3 separate regions of the Gossypium hirsutum genome follow, and all the other regions are linked to region 2. Evidence: chromatin contacts called from public Hi-C data. All regions are on one chromosome and are shown on one strand. Each heading gives the region's core, a stretch centred on a gene start, on an enhancer-like site or on the middle of the called end of the contact. The rest is flanking DNA. Distances are from core to core; before and after follow the strand shown.

Region 1 (3,047 bases), core at 363-2,862, 160 kb before region 2:
TCTGAATTAGATCTTTCCAATAAACTCTGAATGCTAGCCAACCTGTGCAAAAGTTGTTTTTCCTCGACCCAACGTGACCGTATACGATTTTATTCCAGACCGAAATATTAGCAGAGAAAGAAAAGATGGCCTCAAACATGCTGCCATTAAAATTCCATTTGTCTTTAACAAAATTAGAAAAGTCTTTATGTTTAGTCCAACCTGCCAAAAACTGAAACAGACGTCTTACGAATGTATGAGACTTCGGTCTAAGTGAGAGAAGAATGGGTTGATGATCTGACTTGATTTTGGGAAGGTGGGAAATCATGCAATAAGGAAAAATTTTGATTCAATCATCATTTCCAATGGCTCGATCAAGCCTTTCAAAGACCCTACCCCTCTGCCAAGTAAAGGTTGGACCCTTGAAGCCTAAATCTTACATGGCCAAAGAATCCACAAAATCCCTAAAGAAAGAACAATGTTTACCATTCCAGCGACCTCCAAAATTTTTACTCTCAGAAAGAATGGCATTAAAATCCCCTATATCCATCCAAGGAACCAGCTTAGAAGGGAACAACCTCTTAAAATCCCCCAAAGAAATTTTTGTTTTGTCTTATTCGGGCTTCCATACACAAAAGCTATAAAAACACCTTCAGATAAACTGTTACTAAGAACACGAGTCAAAATAAATTGAGGGTTATTCTTGACTATCTCAACTTTAACAGAGTCCTTCCAACCAATCCATATACCCCCAGAAAAACCCACTGCTTCTACTCGATGAGAATTTTGAAAGCCTAATTTAGCAATAACCACATCAACTTTAAAACCACTAGTTTTGGGTTCCAATAAACTGACAATGTCTGGCTAGTATTCCAGATTATATTCTTTGAAGGCACGAGGAAAATTAATCCCTGCACATCCTTGGCAATTTCATAACATAACAGAAAATTTTAAATCCATTATAAAATTGTAAAAAAAAAACAAATAAAAAAAAACCTTATTGCCTGTCTTGTTCCATCGTAACTGGGACTTCCACAATTTCCCCTGCTACCCCTTACCAGTATCAGAAGCAAGTTGTGTCGATATAAAGTCAACCATGGAGTTGACTGACTCAGCTAAGGGAACCCGTGAAGAGCTGGACACTTTAAAATTTCTTTTCGGACCGCAAAATATTTTGTTAAAATTCTTTCCATGCCGACTATCATTCACTTTCCTTCCACTATTACTATCACTTTGGAGCGAAGACGATCTCACCACAGAAGCGAACCCGTTTCCAGCTTTTGAAATGGTTGGGTTGAGAGAGCCATTTTCTTTAAAAATTATATCGCTATGCTTCCCTGCATCAAGCAGCCCTTCTTTGACCCCCACTTCCAATTCGATTGTACCTCCAAAGGTGGGATTAAAGTGAGACGAATTTACATTAGGAATAACGGAATTTAAAAAATCACCATTTAAATTTTCAATGTCTATTGTTGGAAATTTCTTTCCAATGGCCAGAGACGAATTTGTAGAATTTTGAAACGATAGCAAACAATCTTCCAATTTGTGTTTTGAACTCTTTAAGCCCACTCTTTCGGTATTGTTAGCATGATCCCTAAGGATCTCAATCGAACCCGGGGCAGACATATCTTTTAGCCCAATCCGCAACCCAACCTTGTCTCCAATAAATAGCTATTCAATAAAAGGGGCTTTCCTCAACCCAATCTCTACATTGCCTGAAAACTTGATTGGCCTAGAAGTGGGTCATTTTCGATTAATTTACATAAATAATGTAAAAAATTAATTTCTGGGATTAATTAGGAAAATAGTATGTTTTTTGGGTGGAGCTTTTCTGCCACCACTTTTTTATAATATTTTTTTTTTGTTTTTATAAAGAAATAATTTTTTTTAAAATGTATATATTTATACGGGTCAAAATATGGGTTGAAAATATTTTATTATAAATTGTTAGTTATTTTGTTAGTGTTTTGTGTTTTGTGATTTTTTAGTAATGTAAAATATTAAAAAAATATTTTTATAGTTATTTCGTTAGTAATTTATAATTAGTTTACAAATTGTTAGTGTTTTGTGATTTAATAGTAATGTAAATTCTTTTTTTTAATGTTATAGTTATTTTGTTAGTAATTTATGATTAGTTTATAAATTGTTAGTGTTTAGTTTATGGTTTTGTGATTTTTTAGTAATTTAATTTTTAAAAATAATAATTTTATAGTTTTTTTTGTTAGTAATTAATGATTAGGTTATATAAATTGTTAGTGTTTAGTTTAGTGTTTTGTGATTTTTTATTAATGTAACTTTTTTATAATGTAATTTTATTTTTATTTGACAATTTTTATTGATAGGAGTCACCAGTGGCGCCTACCAGATAGACACCACCTATCCCATGCCACATTTGTATATATATACAGGTCATGTATTGAACCGGAAAAAAATAATACAAGTGGTGGCGCCTATGAGAAAGGCTTTACTCAAAAAAAATACTATTTTCGTAATTAATCTGACTATAACTCATTTCAAAAATTAATTTTTTTTATATTATTTATGTAAATTAACCGTCATTTTCCTACTCCAGAATTAGAGGTTTGAAAAGCAATCCCACGCCTATTATTCTCCAACGTTCCCTTTCCTTGTCAATAAGTTTCCTTCAAAATCCCTTCCAATCCGCAGTCCTACTGATTTGCAGCAGTCATAATGCTATAACGGGAGCCAGAAAAATATTTTGCCTTGATTCCATCCCCAGATCCCCGAATATCCCTAAGATTACGCCTTGATTTTTTTTCAACAATCATCCAATAGCCAAAGTTCGTTGATTCAGTCTAACCGCCGGCCGCCTCAAGCACTGCAGCATCTTTCCCATTTCCAGTCACTACAACCTGTTCACCCTCCTCCACCAAACCACTTTTAGTAGAAGGGCATAAATCTTTTCCATGTCCGTATATATCGCAGGCAAAGCAAACAATCGGCAAAGATTCATATTCAATCCTTTGAATAACACCATTGATTAGAATTTGGGAAACCAGGGGTTTATCAAGATTAATGAATATAACTGTAACAGGTCAATTTTGACC
Region 2 (2,814 bases), core at 177-2,676:
GGACCTGAAAGCAAAAAAAAAATTAAAGTAACATCTTGATCAACAAAGTAAATTAACAAAAACCCAGTAAGCATTAAAAATTACCAATCTATTTGTCCCCAAAACAATAAGAAAAACAATAAAAGAGTAAATAAAGAATACCGCTTTCTTCCATTACCCATTCCACTTTTTCTTTTTCTTTTTTTTTTTACAAATTTATACATTAGAAACAATTAACCAAGGAGTAAAAAACTGGAGTTACCCAGAAGCATCTCTGATTTCCGGTTCAACCACTTGAAAGGATGGGGCAGCATAAATTATAAAAAAAAATCAAAATTTTTCAAAAAGAAGCAAAGGGAAATCAGTATAAAAGAAGTATATGAGAAAATAATTCTAAAGATATTAACATGTTTAATAAGCAGGTTTTAGTTTCGTGTTCAGCAAGACTTGGCATCCAATATTGATAGAACATTTCCTAAATAGAAAAGGCGATGCAAAAAACAATTCCTGCATGCTAAGGTCGTCATTTTCATGATTTATACATGGGAAAGCTGCGCTCAAAGTTGCTTAAAACTTGACAAAAAAAAAAGAAATCATTATATAGTTCTGGTTTGGCACTAAAAGAGAAACAACCCAAGGTCGGTTTTGAGTTTGACCAAATCAAAATTGGAAATTTTATCGTTAAGAGCGACTTCAATATCACCAGATCGACAGATGAACACCCATCCAAACCAGACAAACATTCAGGGAATAAAAATGAAATACTCAAAGATCTAACCTTAAACTGAATGAAGAAGATGTGAAGAACCGAAGAAGAGAACAGAAAGAGTCTGAGGAGCAGTTGGACAGTTAAAAGGACGAATTAAAGAAAAAAAATAATTGAAAATCAATCGGATGCCCTAAGGGCCCCAGTTTGGGCCTTTCAATCTATGATCACTTGGGCTAAAAAGAGTCCATATCAATGAAATATTATATCATTTCCGGTTTTATTAGATTTTTAACTGCTTTTCATCGTATATATTTTATTCGTTCTTGATTTCCACCTTGTCTCCCATTTTCACTGATCCAGTCTCTTTATTCTTTAAGCACTTCTATGTTTCACTTCCAACAAAGAAAACAGTTCTAAATTTCGATTGAATCCATAAATCCGATCTCATTTTTTATCATTGAATTTCTCCCAAATTATCTGTTCATTAAATTTTCTCAGCAACCAAACACAATAGAAATTATATGAATCAAAAGTAAAAATAAAATAAAAAATAAAAAATGCTTACCAAAATCCTGGAGTTTCTCTGTTTCCACTCAGCTTCTGATTCTTTCTCTTTTTTTCTTTTTTACTCTGTAATTTTTTTAAAAAGAATTTTTTTCTTTTAATTACAGTTTTGATCTTTGGGATCTTAATAAATAGAAAGGAGAGAGAGCGATTCAATGGCTAGAAAACATCGCTTTCTCCTCTATCTCTATGTGCGTATTCTCTTTTGTCTTCTTAGAAGGACCTAGATTCCACAGTGCCTTAACTAATAAGGCATTGCCACGTGTTCATAGATCAAACGATAGGCCCACGTTAAGTGATCGCTTTTCATGCCCTTTCCCATGTGGCAAACAAATAGGGGCGACCTTTTTGTTTCAATGTTTGTGGCCTCCCACACTGAATCTCCCCTTTCGTAAAGGTGCACACTTTTCTTTCTTTCTTTTTCAAGCAATTATAATTACAAATTATATTGTTTTAGCTAGTAAAATTTTCATTTTTTTTAATAACATACCATAGTACAATTTATTAATAGTTTATAAATTCATCAAATGCAAACTTTCTAATTAATGCTTAAAAAATTTCCTATTCCTTTCCTACTTCCCTTGCTAGTAAAGAATTTGGGGTTGATATAAGAGATAATATATAATTTGGGCCCTAGACTTATTTATTTGTATCTAGATGGTTCTTAAATATTTTTGGATTCAATTGGTTCTTAAACTTGTATTCCATCAATCAAGTTAGTCCATTCACACTAACATCATTAGTTTGTGTTACCATAGCATTTCTAGTCAATGTGGTGATGTCATGTGGCAACATCTCAGAAGGCAAACATAATTTATATATTTATATTTATATATTTTTAATTTATGTTTGTTACTTAGCACATTGAGAGGTCATCGCATGGCTCCATCGAATTAGTTAGGTCCAAAATAAAGTTTAGGAACCAATTAAGGATAAATGGATAAGTTAAGGGGTCAAATATTCTATTGATTTGTGTGACCATTCTAAGTTGCTTTTTTTTTTATTATTGGGGGTTTTCTTGTGGGGACATAAAGATGGCGTGATAGAGTTTCTTCTTGCAATTGAGTGTATATTTACAAATTTAAAAAGGATTTTCTTCTATATGCCAACTTTTCCAGTGCTAGGAAACTAACATGAATTTTATTTATTCAAAGATGAAAATGTGAAAAGTCAAATTTGGATATGGAATGTTTAAACAAGTCAAGTTTGCTTTTAATTCTATTTTGAAGAAATAATTCATTATAGGATTACCCAAGCTATCCTTCACTGTTATTTGAGCTTAGGTAAATGTCATATGTATATATATATGCGCTCATATGAATATACTCAAGAAAAATTAATGTTACCAATTAAACTTGGCACAATTAGTGAAAGTACTAGAGATTTTGAGCATTGAGTACTTAGATTTAAGATTTATTATGTGTAATTATAAGTGTAAATTTTTGAATTTCATCATGTGTGAGTTTTAGTCTAATGTATCGATTTGATGTAACATTATAATTTCTCTATTTTTTTTAGGATAAATGTGAGGTATTTGTATTGTACATATAAATGTAACATAT
Region 3 (2,758 bases), core at 176-2,675, 200 kb after region 2:
GGGATACTAGAAAGAAAATATTAGAGGAAAAGCGATCATAAAGATTCTAATTCCATTTTTATGGCTAAATCATTAAGTGTGTATGAGCTGCTTTCTCAGGTAAAATTATGGAATTAAATTACAAACAAAGATAAAATCAACTTTTTCACATTAACAAAGTCAATTGTTAACATTTGTTCATAATGAATGTCAGCAGTTTTAACGTTATTTCTAGGAAGATTTTTGGGTATATAACACATTTAAAATCAAAATATTGTTAAATAAAATATTTTTGAACTTTTTAAAATTTTTTTGGAACAAAAAAACACTTTTTTAATCAAGAACAAAAATAAAAGAATTTAATTTTTGTTTAAAAGTATGATTAACAGACAAGTATAATTGTTGCACGTACGAGAAACAACATCTTGTTGACCAGTGATAGAGGTCACAAGAATACGGCAATGAAACTGAGAACAAATGAAGTGGGTCGTCCTTAATACTAATTACTATGAATAAGTTAGAGATATCTTAGTTTATTGAAATAAACTTGGATTAATTTATACACATTGTGAAGCTGCTGCCTCTCTGCCGGTGCCGATCCCATATTTCCCGCTCTATTGTTAATCATTATGGCGATTCGAATGTTGATATTCTTTTAATAGACTGAATCGGATTATATCACCACTTTAAGAACCTGGTACACAATAATTGTATATGAATAAATTGGATTAAATATGCCTTATATTTATTTATAGGTATATCAAATTTGACTAAATTATTAATAAGTTTACTTTTTAATTACTCAATTTAAATAAGTTACAAAATAATAATTAAATTATTCGAAAGTTTTCATTTAAGTCACTGGACTATTAAAATAGATGTCGTATGACTTTCTCTATTTACACTCCCTACACTACTAGAAAAGTGCTCACCTTCCCATTCTCTTTTACATTCCAATTTATTTTTTCCATGAAACAACTTTAAACATTAAAATCTGTGAACCAAAATCTAAACAACTTTCTTCTCCTATCTCTAACATTGATTGTCGGATCGACTTGGATCTAAAGAATGTTCTTCTATTTTCAATGGATACTGATCCACTATATCGATTATCGAATCGTCGCTTGGAGCTTACTAACTAGAGTTTTTTTTTAAGAAAAAAAAAACCTTAATAGCTCAATGACTTAAATAAAAATTCTAAATAGTTTAGTGACTTAAATGAAAACTTTTGAATAGTTTAGCAACCATTTTGTAACTTCTTGAAGTTGAGTGATCAAAACGTAAACTTACTAATAGTTTAATGACATTGGGCGTAATTTACCCTAATTTTAATTTTTTTTCCCTTCTCTTTCTCTTTCTCTCTCCTTAATCCACCAATTATAAAAACGGATTAGTTGGCCTTATAATGATAAGAAAGATCCTTATTACTCTTTTGTAACTCTATTTCAGCTTTTCTTCCTCAAAACTATACCATATTTACCTCAACAAAACTTCAGTGTGTCATGAAAGGAATGCATCTTTTCTGTGCTTTTCCAACTTCCATAGCCACCTGATCACACTTGGACCATCGCTCCATGGTTCGCCATGGCCATAGGCCTCTTGATCCTCAAAAGTCTAAGCCATATTCACCTTGCTCATCACAACTGCCTATAATTCTTACGACTAGAAACAAGTCTGTTAAGCCAAGCGATGTACATCGTAAACGCTCAGCCCATATTCATGATCTAACTAATCCTCCAACCAACGGTTCCACAAGATATCTTCTAAGTGATAGGCCTTTTATCGATTGTTTATCAGACTCTGACCATGTCACAGCAAAGCCTAAGCATGTGGTGGTTTTGAGGGTATCAATCCACTACAAAGGATGTGAAGGAAAAGTAAAGAAACAAATCTCGAAAATGAAAGGTCAGTTTCAGCAACAGATTGAAAAGCTTTTGCTTATATTATCTGACCATGCTTTTGCAACATGTTTGTTAATGTTAAAGCAAAGTATAAACTTTAAGTAGTTATTATTGGTCGTAAGAAAAATGCAGTATCATATTTGAATCTAGGTAGACATGGTGTTATTCAACATTTATTTTGTTTGCAGGATTGATATCATTTAGTATAGATTTGGCCACAAAGAAAGTGACGGTAATTAGCGATGTAACACCTTCAAGCGTTCTAGCAAGCGTGTCCAAGGTGAAGAATGCACAGCTCTAGTCATCTCCATCTGTATCTCCACCGTGGTCAAACCAATTACTGATTAAAATTACTCGAATTCCAAACTTGCTAGATGTAAACTCTAATAATGCTATTAGAATTTGTAGTTGGTGTGGTGTAACGGGCCTCGACCCAGCCCTTATGCCAAGCACGAGCAGTAATGAAGATTCCTGTGACAAACCGTTAGAAAGCAACAGACCCCAGCGTGAGATAAAGACACATGTGGTCCTGCGTGGGTACGTGGTGGGCTAACCACAATTTAGGTACAATTCTGGTAAATAGCATTGGGTACTATTGTATAAATATGCAGGGGTACTACCAGGTGAAGGCATGAAATTATTCAATAGCTGCTACCTCCTTCTTTCTCTCAGCTAGTACAAGATGTACTAAGCTTTCTATTCTCTTCTTTAATCCCTCATTTCTGTCATAGCCTTGTAACTTGCCTCATTTGTACTCATTGGTTCAGAAAATAGTAAAAACTTTCCCTTTGAGACTATAATTGCTTGTACCATGTTTTAGTTGTTACATTTGGTGCTCTCGTTATCTCCACCTTCCCATAGTAGACAACACTTGTCTT

What was found. A called contact is a pair of places that touch in the nucleus more often than the background predicts.
Region 1: a Hi-C map of hypocotyl shows a contact between it and region 2, with 1.6 times the contacts expected there. The contact joins the enhancer-like site here to the promoter of LOC107954090 in region 2. A contact is called at or near these places in 2 of 34 Hi-C or Micro-C datasets (hypocotyl and leaf).
Region 3: a Hi-C map of leaf shows a contact between it and region 2, with 2.7 times the contacts expected there. The contact joins the promoter of LOC121219410 here to the promoter of LOC107954090 in region 2. A contact is called at or near these places in 2 of 34 Hi-C or Micro-C datasets (both in leaf).

Annotation. Positions count from the first base shown.
Region 1 is chrD07:12,700,874-12,703,920 of Gossypium_hirsutum_v2.1, forward strand. No RefSeq gene overlaps it. Among protein-coding and RNA genes, the nearest start is that of LOC107956627, 12 kb to the left of the region's middle. Within about 2 kb of position 1,613, at least 9 of the 9 cell types and tissues checked have an H3K27ac peak or open chromatin away from gene starts, as enhancers often do. A contact at or near this core is called in hypocotyl and leaf, where this site is marked.
Region 2 is chrD07:12,861,976-12,864,789 of Gossypium_hirsutum_v2.1, forward strand. It overlaps LOC107954090 (calcium-transporting ATPase 1, endoplasmic reticulum-type), which reads right to left and starts at 1,427. Exons shown (of 9, transcript XM_041097517.1): 1 at 1,254-1,427; 2 at 1-4.
Region 3 is chrD07:13,058,493-13,061,250 of Gossypium_hirsutum_v2.1, forward strand. LOC121219410 (protein SODIUM POTASSIUM ROOT DEFECTIVE 2) reads left to right here and starts at 1,426. Exons shown (of 2, transcript XM_041097522.1): 1 at 1,426-1,884; 2 at 2,069-2,758. The coding sequence starts at 1,554. The coding sequence ends at 2,181.